Linked DNA regions of Mus musculus: region 1 is linked to region 2. A link is a contact called in public Micro-C data. All regions are on one chromosome and are shown on one strand. The core of a region is the stretch at or near the end of the contact, and the rest is flanking DNA. Distances in the headings are between cores, read along the strand shown. Region 1 holds the start of Fam167a (family with sequence similarity 167, member A). Region 2 holds the start of Tdh (L-threonine dehydrogenase).

Evidence for each region. A called contact is a pair of places that touch in the nucleus more often than the background predicts.
Region 1: a Micro-C map of embryonic stem cells shows a contact between it and region 2, with 2.6 times the contacts expected there. The contact joins the promoter of Fam167a here to the promoter of Tdh in region 2. A contact is called at or near these places in 1 of 484 Hi-C or Micro-C datasets (embryonic stem cells), 2 of 115 datasets of contacts at active chromatin or transcription factors (both in embryonic stem cells) and 1 of 9 other capture datasets (adipose tissue).

The regions. Positions count from the first base shown.
Region 1 is chr14:63,433,048-63,439,458 of GRCm38.p6, forward strand. It overlaps Fam167a (family with sequence similarity 167, member A), which reads left to right and starts at 3,347. Exons shown (of 4, transcript NM_177628.4): 1 at 3,347-3,585.
Region 2 is chr14:63,505,849-63,512,641 of GRCm38.p6, forward strand. Tdh (L-threonine dehydrogenase) reads right to left here and starts at 3,244. Exons shown (of 9, transcript NM_021480.5): 1 at 2,862-3,244.

The DNA.
Region 1 (6,411 bases), core at 2,097-4,596, 73 kb before region 2:
AATGAGGCATGCTTTCTCTCTGTTCTTTTCTCACCCTGGACACTTAGATTGGACAAAGGGACTCCCAAGTCTAGTAGTCCAGCTTCCATCTGGGTCTTTATATACCAGAGAGGAGACCACAGAAACATAATGGAATAGCCAAACAGTGTGTGTATGTGTGTGTGAATGCATTGTATGTATATATGCGTTTGTGTGTATGTATGTGCTTGCATGTCTGTATGTGCATGTATGTGCATATGTGTATGTGTGTGTGCATGTGTGTACGTGTGTGCATGTGTGTGCATGTATACATATCATCACACATGGTGTTCTTACAGGTTCTGGGGATTGAACTCAGGAGTTCCTTCTTCCAAGGCAAGCACTTTACAGTCAGAACCACCTCCCTAGCCTCAAACAGCTATTTCTCCGAAAACATCCTGGGTTCTGCTATCCAGACTGTAGAGCAAAAAGGAGTGGGGGTGGGGGGGGGGACTGGGAGAGACACATCTGGAGCCTGCAGCCACTTGATCTGGAGCAGGCCCAGCATACAGCTACCACATGTATCCTGGGAGTCCTCTTACCCACAAATCAACACCAAGGAAATCATTTCCATTCATCCACAAAGTCACTGCACATCGAAGACCTCAGTGGCTGCCTCCCATACCCCAAACACCACCAGGGCCAAGGCTCAAACCCATGTCCTTCTACCTCCTGAGTCCCTATTGAGTCCTTCCTCTCTGCTACCCCCACTGGCATCCTCCCCTGGGAAATACAAAGTTGATGCCCTCCCTTCCTCTGCCCCATCGGAATCTGTGTGTTATTTGCTTCCTGCCTCCAGTGAAGGGAGCATCATCACCTGATCCCAGGCCTCCTGTCTCACTTCTCCTCAGCTAGCTTTCCTAAAACAGGTAAGCTGTGACCTCTCTTCTTAATCCCACTGCCCTGGGGACCGTGTCACACATCGCAGCTCAGCCCCTGGCACCTATATTTCTGACCTCAAACTGGCTGTCCTCTATAACTAGGTCCTTCTCTTCCTCTCCAGTTCTGCTCACTCCCAGCATGCCTTGAAGCCCCACCCCCATCCCTACCCAGCTCCATACCTGGGTGGGGCAGATATCTGCTCTTTTCTGACCCCAGCAACCATGTGAATGGTTGGTTAATTATCTTCCTAGTAACCAATGCCTCAGATGACTGGCCCCTAAGTGGACCTAATGAGCTCCCTGCAGGACAGGAACCTGCCCCCAGCTGCTGAATAGACCTCTCTGAGAGAGAGGAATACACCAATGGCAACCAATTCCTGGCTTCTCTTGAAAGTCACAGTACTATCATTTGGTGGGGAACATCACTTCCAGGAGCAACTAGCAGAAGCTGATAGACTCTGGCCCAGGACCTGACATCCTAACTGCTCTCTGGAGAGAAAAGAGTGCCAGCACCTACCTTGATAACCTGGCAAGGTCAAGGTCTTTTATCTAAGGTGGTCCTCACAAGCCCAAAGCAGGATCTGATATTTACAAGATAATTCTTTTTTGGATGGAAAACAGCCAGTCCCGGAAAACAGAGAAAGATGGGCATTTTGTGTTTCAATTTTAAAACCTTAAAAGTAAGGGATGGATTCTGTCCTGCTTGTCTCAGTGTAGCTGCAAATGATCATCCTGAGAAGGAAGCCTACTGGGAAGCCATGGGAAGTTAGGGCTCCGATCTCCCAACTTTCCAGGTCCTGCTTGGTTTTGTACGAGGGGCCTATTTCCACCCCCAGAGTCATGTTCAAGCCACAGAAGTTTCTGGCTTCTTCCAGGTGAGCAGAGGAGCCCCAGTGACCTTCCAGAATGGCACAAGTGACCTGTGATGGGAAGTGACAGGGCCAACCAAGGCCTTGACTTTTAGTCCCAAGTTTATGTCCCCAGAGAGGTGGTTTTTACCTTCCTTGTCTCTGTGTGTGCAGCATTCCTTCGTCTTCTATACACACACACACACACACACACACACACACACACACTAACACACACACACGCTAACATAGACATATTAACACACACAGCACACAGTAACACATACACTAACACAGACACTAACACACACACTAATACACACACTAACACACACAGTAACACACACAGTAACATACATACAGTTACACACACACTAATACACTAACACACGCTAACACACACACACTAACACACACACCCTGGAACATGCTGCAGACTACCGTTGAACCACTTCCTTCCACAAGGTTCTCAGCCAACACTGAGCTCAAGCAAGTTCCCTGACATCTCTCTGCCACATTCACTGACCTACAAGGAGCACTTGGGCGGGCTGCAGGCATGGCAACGACCAACCAAGCCAGCTACTTGATATCTTCATCCTGCTAACCTCACTCCTACCCCAGTCTACCCAGAGTCCAGACACAGTGGTTCATGGGGAGGGGTAGGTTGGGTGTTGAGGTCACACCTCAGGTGCTCCTCTAGCCAGCAAGAAGGGTCAAGGAGCATCCTTAAAACCACAGCAACTGACTCAAGAGACAGAGGAGATGAAGGTGACTCATTCTCTTGGAAAGACCCTTCTACCCTTAGGGTTTTAGGGAGCTGGTCGAGGACAAAGAGACCACCTTCTGGCATCACCCCAAGCTGGTCTCTTGTGTGGGCCCCTTGCCTCATCCTGCAGTCAGGATGGTCCTAAGAGTCTACAAGCATGTCAGTCCAGCTTCTGTTCTCTGTGACCCTAAGTGCTAGCAGCTCCAGATGCCAACAGCTCTAGGTGCTCACGGAGCAGGGTTGGAACTTAGGGCAGTAGAACCTGACCCTAAGAGTATTAGGACAGATGCAGCTGCTGCAGTTCCCAAGAATGAGGTGCAGGTGGTTAAGGAGGCTCTCACATCAGGCCCACCAGCACTACCCACAGCTCTTTCCTCTTAACATCCCAGTTTTCCCCACTTGAAAACTAAGCCAGAGCTGCCCACAAATGCCTACCCAGCTGGAGCCCTGCAATGGTGTGGCACGCGAGCGCGCGAGCGCGCAGGTCAGTGCCAGTTGGTCTGACTTGGTGGCTGCTGCTGGGATCAGGAACCCAAGACTTTCCTGGGTGGAGTGCAGCCCGCTTTCCCTGCCCATTCCCTCAGCGAACTGCTGACAGTGGCAAAGCCACGTTGCCATGCTTGGAGGGAGGGGGCAGTAAGACGGGACGGGACGGGACATAACTCTCTTTGCTTTGATCTTAATGGGAAAAAAAAGTTTGGGTTTGATTTCGCCTGGAGCTTGCTGAGAGTTCCTGACTGGGCTTGGCCTTGCACGGGGAGGGAGAATCGGGGGTCTTTAGGACCCGGGTGCACTCGGACCAGCGGTGCCGGGAGGCCGACCTGCCGCGGCTTGAATGGGAGGCGGGCGGCGGCGCCGAGAGGCTGGCGGCGGACTAGCTCTACGGTCGCCAGGCAACCGCCCTGACGCAACGCAAAAGAACGTCCCTTCAAAAAAGAACGGTGCGGAGAATTCGCACCGCTACGGAGCCCGGGAGCTCGGGAGGCGGGAGCCGAGCTCCGAGGGAGGGCGGGCGCGGGCTGGCGGCGGGGACCGCGACAGCTCCGAGGACGCGCGACTGGAGCTCAAGAAGGTGGGTTCGCGGCGGTGAGGCTTGGCTGAGGTGCTCGGGGTGCCCAGGTCTTCAGGGTGGGCATTGGGGTCCCTGGATCCCACAGCCCTGGAGGGGCGGGGGGACACCGCCATAGGACAGCGTGGTTCCCTCGTATTTGCTCCTGGGGTTTCAGGCCTCTCTGGAAGGCGGGGGGGGGGGGGGGGGGGAGGGGGGCGGGGGGGCAGGTGTGGACTCCATGCCTCTGGTCCCAGCTCAGGGATATGTATGATTCCAAGTGGGAACCTGGGGGGTCTGTAATGAGAGAGAGAGAGAGAGAGAGAGAGAGAGAGAGAGAGAGAGAGAGAGCTCTTGGGACTGGTCTAGATCAACTCATCTAGGCTGATAACCCCCACACTTATACATCTAAGAGAGATGAGAGTTCTTTTGGGGGGGGGGTGAGACAGGGTTTCTCTATATAACCCTGGCTGTCCTGGAACTCACTTTGTAGACCAGGCTGGCCTCGAACTCAGAAATCTGCCTGCCTCTGCCTCCCAAGTGCTGGGATTAAAGGCGTGCGCCACCCTTAACTCAGGGCTCTTAGCCATATGGCACCCCAAGAGTGATGTCAGGGATACCAGAGGGACTGTACACCCAAACGATGTGCAGTGAATGAGCAGGTCAGCCTTAGAGCTGGGCTCCTGAATGGCCAGAAAGACAAGTGTGTGTGTGGCGGGGTGGGGGTGGGGGCTTTCTCTCAGACGTGGTTTCTGTATGTATGGGTTCTGTTGTGGGTAAGCCCTCTTGGGGACATCTGGAAGATGAGTTGGCTCCAGGTTGGTGTCCTCAGTTTCATTCACTCACCAGCAAGTTCTGTCTCTCCCTCCCACCACCAAACCATCATCCATGGAGAATCTGGGATGAGACCATGTCCTGTACAGAGTGCCTAGTAGATGTGGCTCCAAAGTAGCTTCCCCTCCACACACCAGAGTTCTCTCCATTCTCCTCCCTCCCCTTCTCTTCTCTCCTCTTCCCTTTCCTCTTTCCTCTTTCCTCTCTCCCCTCTCCTCCTCCTCCTTCCTCTCTGTCTCTCTGTCTCTCTGTCTGTCTGTCTCTCTCTCTGTGTCTGTCTGTCTCTCTCCTTTCTCTCCTCTCCCACCAGGCTTGGGACTCAAAGTCTTGGCAAAGCCAAGGTAACCAAGGTACCTGTTAGCCTGTCCTCAGCCTGGAGATGGAGGACCCTGCCAGAGTGGTTTTCAAGAGCTTGGCAAAGCAACTACATGCTGTCCGTCAAGCAATGGCATGAAGGTGCTCTTCTCCAGAGCTCCTCTCCTGATCTCACTGCTGAGAACCCAGGTAGCCTCAGTCACTGAGCCTTACGATTACCATTTGAGGAGACAGTGTGAGTCTCTGCAGACTGGAACAGTTTGTGTGGCTTTGGAAAACACAGAGACACGCCTGTGCCTCACCCTTTCACTCCAGAAATGCTCTTAGAAAAAGATTGCTTCAGGAGGCCAGGGAACCTACCTTGGCCCCGAGACAGGAAGGAACTACTCACACCCACGGTCACGAGAGGCTCGTCATGTGGCCTTAGAAAGTCCCCTGCATACACAAAGCCCTGACTTCGTTACCCAGTTCTGCATAAACTGGGACCTGGTGGCATGTGCCTGTAATCCCAGCTCTTGGGAGTTGGAGACAAGAGGATCAGAAGTGCAAGTTCATTCTTGGCTACCTAGCAAGTTTAAGGCCAGCTTGGGCTACATGAAACCTCATCTTAAGACGAAACAGAAGAAGAAAATGAAGCAACCGGAATCTCATACTCCAGTGCACTCTGGGTCAGTGAGGAGGAAGGTGATCTAGAGGGATGAGATTGGCTCAGCTCGTGGGAAACGAAGATAGTGGGCTAATGTTTAATAGGAAGTGGCAGTTGAGCTTCCATAAAGGCTAGGTTGACAGGATCTGGGGACCTGGGCCAGGGGTCCTGCCCCTTAAGAACCAATTGTCTCCCCAGTAACAGCTACCACTTTTCTCTTGAGTAGAGAGCAAAGGAAAGGAGAGGGGAGAGGACACCAGGGGTCAGAGGTTGTCTTAGCCTACCCCCGCCCTTCCTATAACAACCTGTCCTCCTGAAAAGCCCACCCTCTCCCCTCTACCAAGCCACCATGTCAGATCGTCTCAGGAGTAGCTCTGTGGACAGTCGTCCTGAGTCTCATGGGCATCAGGGGAGGGCCTTGTTCTCTAAGGTAGCTCCCCTCAATCAGGCCCTCTGCATACCTCAGCCTCTCCAAGAGTCCCCTGGCATATGGTAACTACCTTCATGGAAGTATTTACAGAGTACCATCCAATGGGACAGGCTTCAGTTTCTCACCTCAGAGAGGTCAACTGAGCCCTCCTTTCACACTGGGGCTGAAAATTCTTTTTAGGGTACTCGGAATCAAATGTGGGAGCTGGTTGATACTGGATCCCAGGATGTGTTACAATGGGACCTGTAAGGCAAACCTGGGTCAAATCTCATTTTTCATGTTGAAGGGCAAATTTGCATGAATCCAGGCCTCAGCCTATACAGTGGCTACTACGCCAACTTTTAAAGGCTGGTCTGTATTTCCTCATTCCAAGAGGTCAGCAGAGCCTCTGAACAGAGCCTAGGGACAGACCAATGGCAGCCAGAAGGACCTCGGCTGAGAAAGTGGGAGTAAAAACCTTGAACAAGTTTTGATGAGGACCTGTATGACCAGGAGGCCATGGGGTAGGCCTATTTCCCCTACTTATCACCAGGTCAGTAGTGACATCAGATGCTTAGTCTTTGAGTATGCACAGATGTGGAACCCTGGGAACATAAGACAGACCTGAGCCTGACCAAACTAAATA
Region 2 (6,793 bases), core at 1,994-4,493:
ATAGCTCTCCTCTAAGCCTAGAGTTTACAAGACTCTAGAAACACAAGACTACTCAAACACACCTCTCATTAGCTACCACAGGCCAAACCCAGATCTGAGAAACCCCTAGTGCACTGAGGAGAAAACACCAAGAGCAGTTATTCTTCCTCCAGCGGTTTGACCTTGTGGACTCTACAAAAGGTCTCGGGGATCCCCAGGGTTCCCCAGATCATACTCTGAGAACAGCTTTTGCCAGGCCAGAAAGTAAATTTGCAAAGAGCAAACAGCTATCCTTGGCCCCTCTTTGTTAAAGTCAAATAATAAGTAGGCAGGGGGCTCGCTCCCAAGCACCTTAGCAAACTTTAACTGCAGAGAATAAAATGGAGAGGAAAATGCACTCTTCCCCTCAAGCAACAGGATGATTTATTCCATCCAGAACAAGGAGGGACCTTCAGGAAAACCGGCACCAGTGACCTGAGTAACGGAGATGGGTCGGTGCTCCACTGGACTTGTGTGTATTTGCACCTGGGTACAAAGGTCTCTCATAAGCACCTGTAAGCCCAGGCTTCCTTGAGAAATGGCTCAGCTGAGAAGAGTTCGGTCAGGGTTAGTCACACTGGCTTCAGGTGTCAGGAGGCAGTGTTTGCGTCCCCAGAGGGCATTTCCAGCAGCCCTGCCAGCTCGAGAAGCACAAAGAACAGAAGCCACCAGGACTTCATCTGTGCTCTTAACTGACAATGTTCTCAGACTGAAACAACTCCGAGATACCTCTGGGAAGAGGGATTCCATCACTACTGTCCTGGGGATGAACGGTTGTGCTTCAGGAGTCCTGAAGTTCCTTAGAAATAGCCTTTTCCACGAGGAAAGGCTTCAGTGCGCCAACCACCACAAGACCACCCTAAACTTCTAACTGCAATCATTCTTAGTCTCAGAGACTAACTAAATCAAGACCTTGTAAGTCTCAAGCCTGTCACAGTAAGCATAGAATAAAAAGTATCCACCTTGCAGGACTGGATAAAGGAGTGGTCTACACACACAGCAGAATTTCAGCCTTTCAAACAAGAGAAAACAAAAACAACAAAAAATAAGAAATACTGACCCATGCTACAGTATGGATGGGCCTGGAGCACATGGGGCTAAATGAAATAAGGACACACACCCCAGCTTCCACCCCTGTAAGCTAAGGTCAATATTCCCCGAAACAAAGTAGGACATTGTCTTGGGGAGAGAGGAGCAGCCCAGACATCTACTGCATGACAGTGCACATAGGTCACACTCCCAACAATAAAGATTTATTTATTTGTGTATTTTATGAGTATGGGTGCTTTGTCTGCACACATGCCTGCACACCAGAAGAGGGCATCAGATCCCATTATAGACAGTGGTGAGCTGCCATGTGGATGCTGGGAATTGAATCCAGGGCCTCTGGAAGAACAGCCAATGCTCTAAAGCTGTAAGCCATCTCTCCAGCCACACATTACTGACCTTAAAAAAAAAAAGTCTTAATATAATTCTGTTGTTAGCTGCCCATAGCCACGGTAGAACAGAAAGGTAAGGTCTGCACAAATGCACACACACACACCATGGAGGATCCAGGACACCAGGCAAACCACCCCAATCCCTTCTGTACCTCTTCCCCAAGGGCACAGCCTCCTGTTTCTCAAACCTGACTAAGTTCTTATCTTTCTTTGCTGTCTCTACAGGAAATTTTCTGCTGTGTTTAATCCTGCAAGGCTGATTTCTGCTCCATGCCCAGAAACCTGTCTAGGAAAGGTCAGCACTAGCTGAGTGGCAGCATCTTATTGCTAATGTCCTCTCATGCTAATTGGTACTGCCAGCCACACCCACCTTCAATGGAAATGGGCTTAAACACCTCAATCATAGGCCTTCTGCAACTAGTAAGGACCAAATGTCAAGGCAACCACCACTACCAGCACTACCCTCCAAAAGAAAAAAGATGGGGGGCGGGGTAGTAAAGTTCCAGGTTCAATGGCACCTCCCACTCGGCCCCAGAGCCAGAGCTCTGAGCAGCAATTCCTCTACCCCCCACAGAGGCCTCCTGGGCATCAGGCCAGGGTAGTCTCTTGTCTCCATTTTTTGTTGTTGTTGTTTTGTTTGTTTGTTTGTTTGTTTCGAGACAGGATTTCTCTGTAGCCTTGGCTGTCCTGGAACTCACTTTGTAGACCAGGCTGGCCTCGAACTCAGAAATCCGCCTGCCTCTGCCTCCCAAGTGCTGGGATTAAAGGCGTGCGCATCAGAAGCAGACAAAAGTGTCACCATGTTAAGAGACTTTAATATAAGCAGACAACCTAGAAAAGGCATCTGGCAAAAAAAAAAAAAGTCTCTGTCCATGTTAACCTCATTCATGTCACTTAAAAAAATTATATCGGGAAAGGCTGGAATTTACATACTGGCCACCGAAAGCAAGAAAGCGTCCAGGAGGGAGCTACTTACTGTCTCGGAGAGAAATTCTACCCACCTGGTGTCTTGCTTTCACCTGCTGAGGTTGGGAAACCACGGGAGGAACCCAGGACAGCCAGCCTCAGCTTGCTCCCTGATGAAAAGGGTGTGGGGGCCCTCCCAAGCCATCCTTCGGGACGATCACATCCCAAATTACTAGACAAACCAGTTTTCTGGGTGCCGGGTTCCCACTCCTATTCCTGAGAGGTTGAGCATTGCTAAGAGCAGGAGGGAGCGGGAGGCGTCTTGCCACCCGGGGCTACTCAGGGGCCCATCTCTCCCCTCGCGACCCACAAAGCAGTGGCGCCCTGCGGTCGTTCCGGACCCCAACCCAGACAGCAGATTTCGCTGGTCGTCCCGTGCCCGGAAAGAGGTCCAATTCCCGGGCACAGGCGCAGCAGGGGACCATCTCCTACACTGACCTGCAGACACAGAAGACTGGATGCTGAGAACGCCACGCGGGAGCCGGAGCAGCACGTGCGGAGTCAAGAGTTTGGTTCTGCCTTTTATCTTCAGTCTGCTCTGGACCCGCCTCGCCGCCGCGGGAGCCGTGCCTCCCTCCTACCTCACCTCACCTCACCTCCGCCCCAGGACGCTTGTGGGAAGCCCACACCTACATCTCGGACGGAGCTGACCTTGTGGCTGCACCAAGACGAGACCACACCCCTTCCACAATTGACTGGGGTTAGAATTTGGGACTTGCAAGCCACAGCTGGAAAGATCTGCTATGGACCTGTGTCTGGTGGCACCTCCGCCAAGAACTAGGAACTTAGTCGTTTCTGGTTCCTGGGAACACTGATGTTAAATGAAGTGGCTTTCAAGGCAAGCACTAAGCAGGATGGGGCAGCATCTTGGAAGGAAGGGCTTAGAAATTCTGAGTGGCAGCCTCAAGACGGACCCCCAGTGTGCACACCCGACCAAAGGGCTCCCATCTGGAGCTGAAAGGGGCCCGATGTAAGTGTATCTCCTTTGGCAGTCCAATGTTGTAGCTGGCCTGCTCGAGCAAAAATATTTTACGTCTAATCACAGAAGGTAGGGTAAGCGTGAGCCACAGCGTGCCTGGGGAGGTTGGTATTTATTTGCCAGGTTCCCGGAGATTGAACCCAGATTGTCAAACATCTTTATCAAGCCACTACCTGGAAATTGGACTTGGGGGGAAGTGAGTTTCCTAGGAAGGGGTGGAGGGAGACAGGGGGCAGCACCAATGTTAAACATTTCCCAAGGCCGATTGACTTATTAACTGATAGTGGAAAGCCAGACTATTACAGGTTGGGAGCCAAAATTATCTCCGGCTATCTTAGTCTCTGGGTAGCCTTTTATGGCCCACCCCTCTGTTTGACCTAACATCCTTGTGACTATTAGGTAAACCCTTAGGGAATGTACAAACAGGACCCCTCGCTTCCAACAATCCTGTGCTGGTTAATTTTTTGTCAACAAGACACAAGCTAGGCTTGCCGGGGAAGAAGGCACCTCAACTGAGAAATTGCCTCCATCAGACTGGCCTGTAGGTAACTCTGGGATGGGGGGGGTAGGGAGGGGGGCATTCATTTGCTTGACTAATGACTGATGTGGCAGAGCCCAGCCCACTGTGGACAAGACACCCCTAGGCAGGTAGGTCTGAGTTGTGTAAGAAAGAAGGCCAAGCAAGCTAAGGGGAGCAAGCCAATAAGCAGCACACTCCGCCACGGCCTCTGCTTCAGGTCCTCTCCTGGCATCTCTTCATGATGAACTATAACAGAAGTTCTCAACCTGGAGATTCTTTTTGGGGTGTGTGTGTCAAATATCAGATATACTAGATATCAGATATTTACATTACAATTCATAACAGTAGCAAAATTACAGTTATGAAGTAGCAACAAAATAACTTTATGGCTGAGGGGGGTCACCATTAACACAAGGAACTGTATTAAAGGGTTACAGCATTAGGAAGGTTGTGAACTACTGATCTGTAAAATGTAACTTATCCTCCCCCCCACCCCCCAGTAGCTTTTTGTCCTGGGGTTCATCACAGTAATAGAAGCAACAAAGACAATTCCAACTAAGAATGCTTCAGATAATGTCGGAGGGCTAGAGTAGCTACTTCCTGTCTGTCTTCGCTGCTATGGCTAATCTGATGTTTCTATCCATGTATTTTAAAATGTCTTGAGCTGGAGAAACGGCCCAGGGGTTAAGAACACCAGCTGCTCTTCCGTGGGATCTGTATTGATTCCCAGCACTGACATGGTGGCTAACAACCATCTGTATCCAGTTCCAGGGGATCCTCTAGGGCCACCTGGTGTTCCATAATACAGATGTACATGCTGGCAAAACATCCATAGACATAAAATGATCTTTTTTTTTTAAAGTCTAGAATTTATGATTTTGTTATAGAAAGCTTCATGAGACTGTTGCCATGTTGGAGTGTGATATTCAGGACCACCTGACTGTGTTGCTAGTCTATGGCTTTCACATTTGGCTCCAGAATGGACTTCTTCCCGGTTGTGAGAGCTGTTTTCTGTGTCAGCATGATCTTGTATGTGTTCCTCTTCCCAGTGTGGCCGTGTTGAATAACTCTCTCTCTCTCTCTCTCTCTCTCTCTCTCTCTCTCTCTCTCTCTCTCTCTCTCTCTGCTTTGCACTGGTATTTGCCTCTTAGGTAAGTATATTGAGGGTATGTGGCCATGCCTAGCTTTTTTTAGGGGTACAGGCCTAAAAGCTCCAGTAACAGACAGGTTTCTAAGCAGTAGGGGCTTGGTATGAACAGTGTGATCCCAGAGCAAGTAGCAGGTCCAAAAACAAAGTTAAGGAATCTGCCCTGTAACAAGACTTCTAAGGTCCATGGGCCCCACAGTGTGGGGGGACACAGCTGTAAGGTTCCTTCCAACATCCCTGAAGTGATAAAGGTTGGTTTCCCATGTGCAGAAATGCCTTCTAGGTCTGAATCCTGACTGGCTGCCTAAGAGGCTGTGAGAGAGTCATACTGGGAGCACCCTGTTGGAGGCTTCCTGACTTCAGAGCTACAGGCTCCTGTGCCAGCCTGGCTCTCCAAGTCTGTGCCTGCCTGGTATCCTGTGCTTTTTGGTCAGCAAAGTAAGCCTCTGTGAGCCCAGCTTAGATAGTGGGTGTGATAGTTTGTATATGCTTGCCCCTGGGAGAGGCACTATTAAAAGGTGTGGGGGCTGGTGAGATGGCTCAGCGGTTAAGAGTGCCAATTGCTCTTCCAAAGGTCCTGAGTTCAAATCCCAGCAACCACATGGTGGCTCACAACCATCTGAAATGAGATCTGATGCCCTCTTCTGGAATGTCTGAAGACAGCTACAGTGTACTTACAAATAATAAATGAATAAATAAATATTAAATAAAAGAGAAAGATTGTTATTAAAAAAAGGTGTGGCCTTGTTGAGTAGGCGTAGCCTCATGGAGTAGGTGTGTCACTGTGGGTGTGGGCTTTAAGACCCTCATCCTAGCTGCCTGGAAGCCAGTATTCTGCTAGCAGCCTTCAGCTGGCACAGTGTTTACCTAGTATGCACAAAATTCTGGGTGGTGGCACATGCCCTTAATTCTAGCACCAGGGAGACGGAGAGAAGAGGATCAGAAGTTTAAGGTCATTTCAAGTTACATTGTAAGTTCAAGGCCAGCCTAAGCTAAAACTCTGTGTCTTGGTCGCTGTTCTATTGTTGTGAACAGACACCATGACCAAGGCAACTCCTATAAAATAAAGAATTGAATTGGCGACTTGCTTAATGCTACAAAGGTTAGTCCATTCTCATCATGGTGGGGAACATGACAGCACACAGGCAGACCTGGTGCTGGAGAAGCAGTAAGAGATTTATATCCTGATCCATAAACAATGGGAGTGGGATGGGAGAGGGGAGAGGCATGGCCTCTTAAACCTCAAAGCCCACGCCAGTGACACACTTAGAGCCACATCTCCTAATATTTCTGATCCCTTCAAATAGTGTCACCCCCTGATGTCTATGGGTTTAACTATGGGTTTAAGTAAGCCCATGTGGGACATTATCATTATTCTCTCTCTCTCTCTCTCTCTCTCTCTCTCTCTCTCTCTCTCTCTCTCTCTCCTTCTCTCTCTCCCTCTCCCCTCCCCCCACTCTCCCTCCCTCCCTCCCTTCCTCCCACCTCTCTTTTTCTTCCTGGTCACAGCCCTCCCTCCTCCTACCTTCCCAGTCTCACCCTTAACAAATCTCTCCCTCCATTGCCCCCTCCCCTTTTCCCCAGAGAAGGGGAACTGCCCTTGGGTTCCCCACCCCACTCTGAGGCAATCTAGTCCCAGCAGGTCTAGGCACATTCTCTCCCACTGAGGTTTAACCAGGTAGTCTGAGTTGGGGGAAAGGGGATCCAATGGCAAGAAACAGAGA